Regions from separate parts of the Sus scrofa genome. Here regions 1 and 2 are each linked to region 3. Evidence: chromatin contacts called from public HiChIP or PLAC-seq data. All regions are on one chromosome and are shown on one strand. Each heading gives the region's core, a stretch centred on a gene start, on an enhancer-like site or on the middle of the called end of the contact. The rest is flanking DNA. Distances are from core to core; before and after follow the strand shown.

The links. HiChIP or PLAC-seq counts read pairs in DNA pulled down with a chosen protein or histone mark.
Region 1: a contact with region 3 is called in an H3K27ac HiChIP or PLAC-seq map of skeletal muscle. The contact joins two enhancer-like sites. A contact is called at or near these places in 2 of 47 Hi-C or Micro-C datasets (both in skeletal muscle) and 1 of 2 datasets of contacts at active chromatin or transcription factors (skeletal muscle).
Region 2: an H3K27ac HiChIP or PLAC-seq map of skeletal muscle shows a contact between it and region 3, with 3 times the contacts expected there. The contact joins two enhancer-like sites. A contact is called at or near these places in 1 of 47 Hi-C or Micro-C datasets (skeletal muscle) and 1 of 2 datasets of contacts at active chromatin or transcription factors (skeletal muscle).

What each region holds. Positions count from the first base shown.
Region 1 is chr1:30,761,005-30,764,459 of Sscrofa11.1, reverse strand. No RefSeq gene overlaps it. Among named protein-coding and RNA genes, the nearest start is that of RPS12, 160 kb to the left of the region's middle. Within about 2 kb of position 1,504, at least 3 of the 83 cell types and tissues checked have an H3K27ac peak or open chromatin away from gene starts, as enhancers often do. A contact at or near this core is called in skeletal muscle, where this site is marked.
Region 2 is chr1:30,698,918-30,702,118 of Sscrofa11.1, reverse strand. No RefSeq gene overlaps it. Among named protein-coding and RNA genes, the nearest start is that of EYA4, 120 kb to the right of the region's middle. Within about 2 kb of position 1,643, at least 3 of the 83 cell types and tissues checked have an H3K27ac peak or open chromatin away from gene starts, as enhancers often do. A contact at or near this core is called in skeletal muscle, where this site is marked.
Region 3 is chr1:30,344,020-30,347,525 of Sscrofa11.1, reverse strand. The region is part of intron 3 of EYA4 (eyes absent homolog 4); the gene reads left to right. Among named protein-coding and RNA genes, the nearest start is that of EYA4, 230 kb to the left of the region's middle. Within about 2 kb of position 1,490, at least 2 of the 83 cell types and tissues checked have an H3K27ac peak or open chromatin away from gene starts, as enhancers often do. A contact at or near this core is called in skeletal muscle, where this site is marked.

The DNA of each region.
Region 1 (3,455 bases), core at 255-2,754, 420 kb before region 3:
TAACCCACTGAGTGAGGCCAAGGATCAAATCCACATCCTCATGGATACTAGTCAGGTTTGTTTCCACTTGGCCACAGCAGGAACTCCTCTTTTTAAATATTCTTGATCTCATGTAATGACTAGCTGCATCCTAGTCCTTATAAAAGATGACCATCCCTTGTCAATTCTATTTCTGAAAGATCTCTTGAATGTGTGTCTTTCTCTGAATTCCCACATATGCTCTTTTAGTTATATTTCTCTAGACCTAAACTCTCACATTAATATATAGTATATGCTTCTATCAGAATGTCTTTTAAAAGTACAAATGCAACCGGATCAATTTTCTCTTCAAAATCCTACCAAGATCCTAGGGATTCGGTAAGACAGGAAAAATAAATAAAATTTGAAAACATTTGAACAAAGAAGGAAAACATACATCACAAGATTGTGGTGCAAACAGAATCCAAAGCATCTGCAAATAATCTAATAGAATAAGTAAATTTAAGGTAAATATGCAAAATCAATTATTTTAATCTATTAGCAACAAACAATAAAAATTCTACAACAAAATAATCCCATTAATAGCAGCATCAAAAGTTAAGTATTTAAGAACACATTTAATAAAAGATATGTTATATCTCTACACTGAAAATTATAATACATATTAGTCAATGTTAAACAAGTGTTTATCAAATTAACACCAAATACTTGTGTCAGAAAATATTCTCCAGTCACTTTTGGAGATGTTACACATACTTAAACCAAAGTAGAAACACAAAAAGTGGTGTCAACTTACATGGAGATACAAATGTGCTTGGTCACCCTCAGCAAAATAGATTCTTATACTCTTGTAGAGATTGCAAATAATTTAAAAAATATCTTAGCGACAGTCCACTCATTAAATTTTCTTTTATTTTATCTCCATGAATAGTGAGTGCCCAAAGAAATAAAGCTGAGGACAGGCACATTTCTCAACATTTGAGTACATGTGTGGGAAAAAAAGCCAGATCTGTTATGGAATTTTGTCACTTTGGTCAAATGACAAAATTATCAAATTTAAATAGAATTTTTAAATGGTGCATGAAACAAGATTTGTTTGTTGGCATTTTCCTTGAATGGAGCCTTGTCAAGCACTTGGTTGGGCCCAACACTGCTGAAAGTTTGCCCTTGATTGTGACTGCCCTACACAAATGTAGGCGAGCAGCCAGTTTCAACACATGATTCTCGGGGTTCATTTGGGGTTTTGATGGCAGGGTGCAAAAATAATATATATTTGTTGTTGCTGTTTAAACATCTCAATTGGCATCTTTCTGGATGTAGTCTGACTATATAAATTATATCTGGATGTTAAATCACTAGTAGAAGCATTTCCTATTTTGAAGAAACTAATTAGGTCGAAATGACTAATTCCCAGTTGCAGAGTCATGAACACAAAATATGATTCATGGAAGTAGGTATGACTTCACATCCAGGACATGGTAACGCTTTATTTGTGTGCATTTAAGGAAGACAGGGGCAGAAGTTCATTTGCTGCACCTGTTAGAAAAAGTTGTGAAGGCAAGTAATAGTCTGGAATCGTCCGTACCTCATGCCCAGTGGCACTTCAAGAATGACCGCATCTGCCAGCCACACGCTGGCACCGCCGCCTCTTCAGTCTTAGCGTGACTCACATGCACTTAGTGCTGAAGCAGGATGAAACTGAGGGGAGGGACGCAAAACCTCCCCCCTTGGAATCAGGGTTTAAAAAAGGAGGCTGTCAAGATGGGGCTAAAAACACATTTTCCTTTCAGTTTTATAACCAGTGGTAGGTTTGTCCGTGTTGATTTAAGAACAGTTATGAAGTGTTTATATTATTCTTATTAGTTATGCTTCTGAATTTGAAGCAGGGCTTATCTGCATTCCACACACACATATATATATATATATATTTTTTTTAAAGCATTGGCATTTTCTAAGACATTCAGAGCCTCGGGTTTTAAACAAAGCAATGGTTCTTAGTACTCTGTAACTTTTCCTTGTAACAAAGAAAATGTAGGGCAGATTGTTTATTGAAACTGCGATGTATGTGGTGGGGCTTCCGGCTAAGATCCACCTCTTAGCAAGCACTTAGGGAAGCGTAGAGGTTATAGATTATATGCCATTCCAGGATGCAGGCTGTGGTGGACTTTGCTTTGGCTTTGTTTGATTTTATTTCACTGTCTAGCATTCATTTTCTTTAAGTCCTCCTTTCTTTTAAATTACGTTTTTAATTGGGATTTAATTGACATACAACATTGTGTTAAGTTTAGGTGTAGACAACATAATGATTTGATATATGTATATATTGCAAAATAATCACAATAAGTTTAGCTAACATCTATCAGCACACATAGTTTTTTTCTTATGATGGGAGATTTTAAGATGTACTCTTTAGTAACTTTCAAATATCCAATACAGGATTTTATTCTAAGATGGCTCACTCCCATTAGCTGTGGTCACATGGATTTCTCTGCAGGACTTTTTTTTTTTTTTTGCTTTTTTAGGACTGAACCCAGGACCTATGGAAGCTTCCAGGCTAGAGGTAGAATTGGAGCCACAGCTGCGGCCTATACCTCAGCCACAGCAACATGGGATCTGTGAACTGCGTCTGCAACTTACACCAGAGCTCATGGCAATGCCAGATCCCTGACCCACTGAACGAGACCAGTGATTGAACCACATCCTCATGGATATTATTCAGATTCATTTCTGCTGTGCCACAATGGGAACTTCTCCGGAGGACTTGAGTTTTCTCACAAACTGCCTTTCTCAGAATGAGATCCAAGAGCACAAAGTAGAAGCCGCAATATCTTTTATGACCTAGACTTGGACGTTATGCTCTGTCATTTCCACACTATGCTTCTGATCACGCAAGTCAGCCCTGATCAGCGTGGGAAAGTGCTATTCAAGGACACAAATACTGGGAGTGGGAATTGCTAGGGTCTACCTCGGAGATTGCTGCAATAATTTAAACTCTATTGCGTACTCCCATTTTACTGGTCTTTGTCAACTCAAGATATTTTCCTCTCCTTTCTTTGTGTGAAATAGCCAGCATTCTCTACATTGAAATTGCCAATATATGAATATTTAAGGACAATTACCAGGCTAAATTCCAATGATTTCACATCTTTCCTGTTTTGGAAGAGGGGTTTGGTTTTCACCTGTTATCATCTACAGATAAATATATGTATTTGTCTTTCTTGTTCTTAGTTATTGTGATTTTCTTCATAATGACAGAGTCCAAATGATTCTCAGACCCAGTACAGGAGGGTCTTTGTTGGCAGTACTGCTGGGTCCTCCTTTTCTTGGCTCAAGTCTTCTTTAAGTTCCCTCACTCTCTCTAAGCTCCTTCCATGTTCTTGAGAGAGATACAAAAAAACTTTTCAAGTTCAGGGCTGCAAAAAACTCAGCAGGGCTCTTCCAGGCTCTCTATTCTAGACATGTTGGATGCAGGGAAA
Region 2 (3,201 bases), core at 394-2,893, 350 kb before region 3:
AATATTTCTTCAGGCTATGAAAAAGAATAAATGAAATAAATATGTAAAACGCTTAGCACAGTTCTTGACACATATTAGGAGGATAATCAATATTAATTCCTTTTCCATAGCGATAGGCACATTCTTTCAGATGTGCCTCAACATTTTTGTAGCAAAAATACTGCTTAAATTGGTTTATGAGATCGTCAAGCCTTCAAACCCCTACAAATACTTGATTGTATTCTGTTTTCCATTTAAAGTTTCCCAATTATGCCTAAATTATGATCACGGGGATCAAACTGATTCAAATAGAAAATTATTCAGAGCCTGAAATTTTGACAATTTTCTAGAGAAAGTGGACAAAAAAAAGGGAGAAAGTATAAGTCTTGACTATTAGTATAGTAATTATATTAGTGGCAATCTAGTGATAGTTGAATACAAAGGTATTTGCTTCCAGATTAAACCCTTCTGAGGGTATTTCTCTTGTGGCTTATCAGCAAAGCCTGGAGACCCACTTAAGTCATATCACAACGTGTTCAGTTAGGCTATTTAAAGGCTACCATTTCCTTTCCAGATTTCACTCCCTTCTGACGTGTCCCGCACTGTCCACTTAGCACCCTTGGCTACACTGCAGCAGATAATCTGTACACTACATGAGCATTTAGAAAAACCCAGAGTTAAACCAGGGATGAGAGTCATCGGAAACATTTATAGTTACTGAGCTTTTCCCTATACGCCATAATGTGGATTAGAAGGTGCAACTTTGAAGAGAAAAAGAACATTCTTTTAGTGTAATTTCTACTTTCACATGGATATGACGATGATTCCTACAATTAAATTCAGGCTTGACATCATCTATCAAATGATTTTACCAATAGATTTTGTCTAGATGTTAACCACTCTTCTTTTTTAAAATCAGAAATTCAGCCTTCAAATTATGTATGATCGAAGGTAAAGTTTTTAAAATGCAAGAACATCCTTTCATTGACAAGAATTCAATGTGAGAAAAATTTAGGTAGATGTATCGAATGCTTGGACTGTAATAAAACTCTCCTTAGTGTAATAGGTAAAGGAGCCCTGTGGGTTTCTAATTTTTTCTCTGCAGCGTTGGAATATGTGCTCTGCTCATGGAAACCAGCTGTCATGCCACTTCTCAGCACTCCGAGGAAACAGAAACTTGCTCCTTCTCTACTGTTAATGTTTGAGGGCGCGCCGAAGGCAAAGATTAGGGTGGCTATGGAGGTGCGGGTGGTTTTCTGTATTTTGGGAAGGGTCAAGGTAACATCTTTCTTTGCACTTCTTTTCTCCAAACGGGGCATCGCCTGAAACTGGCGCATTCAGCAGCAGTGTGCGACGAGGTATGTACAGGGCACCATTTCCCTCTAAGGCAAATACCTTCACTGCTGGCAAACCATCAGAATTTGCAAGCTCAGCCAGCACCTTTGACCCCACCATTGCAGCTGACAGCACAGTTGGCAGTCGGTAGCTTCCATTTATCCTAGGTCAGCTCCTGAGGCATCAACATAAAATGAAATCAAGATTTAGGCAGTAAGTTCAGAAATAAAAATGGAATGCCCAAGAGTTTGCTTAGGGGCGGCTCAGGCTGAGAACCACTTATTAAGCTAGTAAAGCTGGGAAAATCAGATTGGCGAGAGCAGCTGCTCAAGATAAAGAAATGGGAGACCAGACACATTATCTGACGACCCAGAGGAGGAAGCCACTGCTTTAATGACAGTCAAGCTGCTGATTGCTTATGATGTAGTTGGGGATGCCACACATTTCAGTGGGAAGAGACTGCCATCTTCACATCCTCAGTGCCTAGCACTGTGCCTGGTAGCGGGTGCTCAGTCAGTGAACCTTTGGGCAATTCATGAATGAAATCCATGACCGCAGGGCAGAGCATTCTTTAATCTTGCCTTGGATCTATAGATCACTTCTGTGGCTTGAGTCATTAACTTCAAAATTATAGTCGCTGGTATTTCACCAATAAAGTAATACTATTGATGATAAAATAAATATTCACAGACATACGCCCATGTGCATTTTGCTACCAACTAGTAATTGGACAAGGAGAAAAGTTGGCTAAGTAAATATAAATGCTTTTAAGGGCCATATGTGTACGTATTTATAAACAATTATTTTTTTCTAGTTCATATATCTAAAGGATGAAATTCCCAAGTCATCTTTTATACAAGGAACAGGATGAAAATGAAGAACTAACATTTTGCTTCCATTTCTACTGTATGATATATTTGAGCTCTGTGCTTTACAGAAATTCTTTTACTTTTACTCACACTGAGCATGTTAAGGGAAAAGTCAACCCCCTTTTGCAGGAAAGGATACTGAACCTGAGAGAAAATACCACTTGGCCAATTTTACACAGTGAGGAAGCCAAGATCATGGTAGAGCCAAGATGCAACTACAGTTATTTTTTTAATTTTTTTAAATTTTTTGTCTTTTTTGCCTTTCCTTGAGCCGCTCCTGAGGCATATGGAGGTTCCCAGGCTAGGGTTCTAATTGAAGCCGTAGCCGCTGGCCTACGCCAGAGCCACAGCAATGCGGGATCCGAGCCGCATCTGCAAACCACACTACAGCTCATGGCAACGCCGGATCCTTAACCTATTGAGCGAGGCCAGGGATCGAACCTGCAACCTCATGGTTCCTAGTCAGATTCGTTAACCACTGCGCCACGAGGGGAACTCCTACAGTTACTTTTGATGCTGAAGTTTGTGATTTTTTTCTCTTTATCTAAAACTTAAAATAGCAATTATAAAGCATTAGGAGTAGATACTGTGCATAAAGGGATTTTTTTAAAGAATTTTATATTAAATAAATATGGGAAGATTATTTATTTTTCTATGTACCAGAAAATATCATTTAGCAAAATATAATGGATTAAAGTTTCATCTCAGAATTCCCATTGTGGCTCAGTGGGTTAAAAACCCGCCAAGTACCCATGAGGGTGGGTGGGGGTTTGATCCTTGGTCTCACTCAGTGGGTTAATGATCTGGCATTGTCATGAGCTATGGCATAGGTTGCAGATGAGGCTCAGATCTGGTATTGCATTGGCTGTGGGGTAGGCTGGCAACTATAGCTCCAATCAGCCACTAGCCTGGGAGCTTCTATATGCCGCAGCAGGTACAGCTCTGAAAAAAAAAATATATATATATATAAATATAAAAAATTTTAAAAGATCCATCTCAAGGGATATAAAATATACAA
Region 3 (3,506 bases), core at 241-2,740:
TTGGCCTGTTCCTCATGTTTATTGTGATTTGGCCATGCATGCATGCCAAGAATGTTTCTGGGTGTCATGGCACCAGGAATATACTGAGCAGCAGAGTCAGACTCGAACAGGATGAGCTGAAACTGGACACAGTCCAACAAGATAGCATTTAAGAGGAACACGTGGAAAGCTGTTCCAGATACCAACTGCAAGTGTTGTGGCTGAGAAAAAACAAGGCTCTAAAGCATCACACGGGACAGATCACAGGGGTTTGGTTGGCTAGGTTTCAGCATTTGTTCATACTGTAAAGTGTCTGATAGCAAAGCTAGCGTCCTTTTCAACTATATTGACGGATCAGAGTGACAGTTGTGATATTCTTGCTACATTTTATACCTTTATGGACTCCGAGTTGGGACATTCCTCTTTGATGTTTGAAGGGCAGTTATGGGAAAGAAAATTTAGACTTGACCCATGTCAGTGGGTTAAATTGCTTTTGGGTCCAAAGTTGCAGAAACCATGGAGGAGAAGACTTTCTGATAAAAAGAGTGGGCTGAAAATGAAATGAACTGCTTCTTAATGATTTCCCTGATACTGCAGATTTTCACACAGACAAATCAGACAGGTATTGACAATGTTGCAAAAGTGATTGTGGTAAAAACCAACGTTTATTAAGATGCATTATGTGCCAAATTCTGTGGAATTTGCATGTGTGATCTTATTTAATTTACTCAGTCCCCCACTGGTGGGTATCATTAACTCCATTTTGAACCTTAAGTCCAAAGACTGGTAAGATGGAGTTTAAAACCCAGGTTTCAGTCTGTAGTACAAGCCCTTAACACTGGATTCATAGTCTTGCTCATGAAGTGGTATTTTTGCATTCAAGGACATTGAGTATCCCTTCAGACCCCCAAATCCCATCATTTTCATAGGAAGCCATCGTTACTTTGCATATTATGCCAATGCTTTGCTCTTTTAAACATTCATTTGCTCATTCAACATTCTAGCATTGACTGACCCTCAGTCATTCATCCAGTAGTATGTTTGATCGTTATTGGCAGTTTTTTCCTTAGAAAGAATCTATATATTTCTTGGTATAACTAATCACGTTAGATGTTTTGATCGTGGCATTATGGCTTTATTCTTCTGCTTGCTAGAGAGAATAATTTCCTGCTTCATTAACCAAGGTTTGTAACTGATCTGGCAGAAACTTGAGTCCAGTACTATTCAAATAATGAACTCATTGGGCTTTTTCCCTTCTGTTTTCGAAGTAAAGCAGGGGGAAGCTTTGAAAATCTAAAATTAGAGAAATGCTTCAAAGGTACATTTTTAAAATACTTACTCACATTTCTTGGGTGGGGAGAGCATGTTTTGTGGGGATATCTGTTAGAGTCATTGTGAGGAGAGGGCCAGAGCTGCAGGTCTCAAGTCTGGAGCTGTAAGGAAGCCCTGGAAAGGAAGGACCGCAAAAGTGTCCAGAGAACAGCGTGTCCATGGCTTTATTTGCTGTTACTCCAGGGCCTGAGGTCACTCTGGCAGACGGGTCACTTACACTGCAAGCATCCAGACTGGCTTGGGGACAGGCATGAGGTCACCGGCAGATGGTAAGAACAGCTCCCATTATTCACGGCCCACTTCCCTGATCCTTGTTATTAGAGGTCTTCTTCCTTCAGTATTTCCTTTTCTCTGCAGCAGAACCCAGCTCGGACCTTGTCTGCTGAAATGGGCTAGTGAGGGCCTGTCTACCCAATCAATGACATAGACACTGTGCAACAGAGAGCATCCGCATCTCCCAGCCTAACTGCCAGGAGAGAACACTGGCTTAGAGCTGCAGCAGGGACAAGGGCTCCTTGGCTCCTAATCTGAAATATGTTGGCTTAAAGTGGACCTGTGTGCTTTTTTTCTGGAAAATGGGAATTGATACCCAGTAGGGACATGCCCATGACTTTCATCTACTCTTTGTCGACCAAATCACTTTATTATATTTTTTCTTGCACAGTGGTTTTCTATATCCACACAGAACATCTTCTTCCCTACTCTCTCATGTACACACACACACACACACACACACACACACTCATTTGGAGACCTAACACTGCACATGCAACCGTGAAACCTTCCACACACATAGACATCAGAGAGCTAATCCCCCTCACTCTCCACCTTGCTCTCTTGCCAGCCTCCAGGCTCTCAGAAGATACTTCACCGATTCCTAGAAATGCCCCTAGATGCTCAAGCAGTATTTGCTAATCTAGAGAACACATGACTCCAAGTAACTCAAATCACTTTCATCAGCATTTGTCCTATGCCTATTTTATTATTCATCCTTAGCACTCACTAAGTACTCTGCACAGTTTTAAGTGTAGAGGGCAAAACAATGAATGAAACAAAATAATCCTGCCCTAGTTCAGCCTCCACTCAAATTATTTAAGTGGAAGCTGGTTTTGTTCTTCTTATTTTCCAGCTAAGGAGAATGAAGAGGCTTATATTACACAGAAAAGGAAGTTATGAGCAAAGCAAATACCTGAACTCTTGCCCTTAAATGCATTCTGCTGGTCAACGTGAGAATTGGCTATTTAGGTGGACTCTGAGAGCATGGGGCATAAAGCCCTGCAGACATACAGTCCATTTTATGCAGAGAAAAGCTGGCATGAGAGTGAATGCCTTTGAAAGTCTAGGATGCTTTTGCATTTCTTGGGTCATGAAGAATTGATGGAATCTTAGCCGGTACATAAACAGGCTCTGACTCATTACCAGGCTCTGTGCAGAGGGGATCATGGTTTCTGAGCTACAGTAGAGTCTAGGTGCACACATATAAAGCAGGCTCTCCCTTGGGTCTGAAGAGGATATTTAAATCTGCTAGAAATAAATCCCATCTATGCTGCAGAAGAATGCAGACAAGAACCAAGGAAATAGCTGCATGTCACCTGCAAGTTTTCTTTCTGTTCTTTTTTTAGAAGACTTCTTGTGTTCAAGGATAAGTTCGCTTTTTATGTCATCCAGATAGATGCTAGTATTCACGTGGCCTTATGACATAAGGACTGCTTCATAAAAAGAGTGGAAAATGACATCCTGGAAGGAAAAGAGTCCCCTTTAAATATGGTAATGGAGATTTGACAGAATAGAGGCTTATATCTAGTTTAGTGATTTTTGAAAATCAGTCGAAGTATTTTATTGGAGGGGTATACATTCCTCATAGTGGTTTAACAGTGTGGAAGAATTAACATCTCTTTTAAAAATGGGAACATACAATATGTGATAGAACCTGGGCTCTGGCATCAAATAGGCTTAAATTCAAATTCTGGTGCTGATACTTTCTGCCTACATGGTCTTGGGCATGCTGTGTATCTTCTTTGAGCCCCAGTTTCTTCATCTATAAAATATGTGAAGTAATGTACATATGTGTTATTGTAAAAATTAAAGGACAAGTACCAAGCGTAGGCTGTGTCGTAGAATATGTACTCAGTAAAAACAGGTATCCGTTCATCATTTTCTGCTATTGAACTCTAAGGTAAAGTTTATATCATATA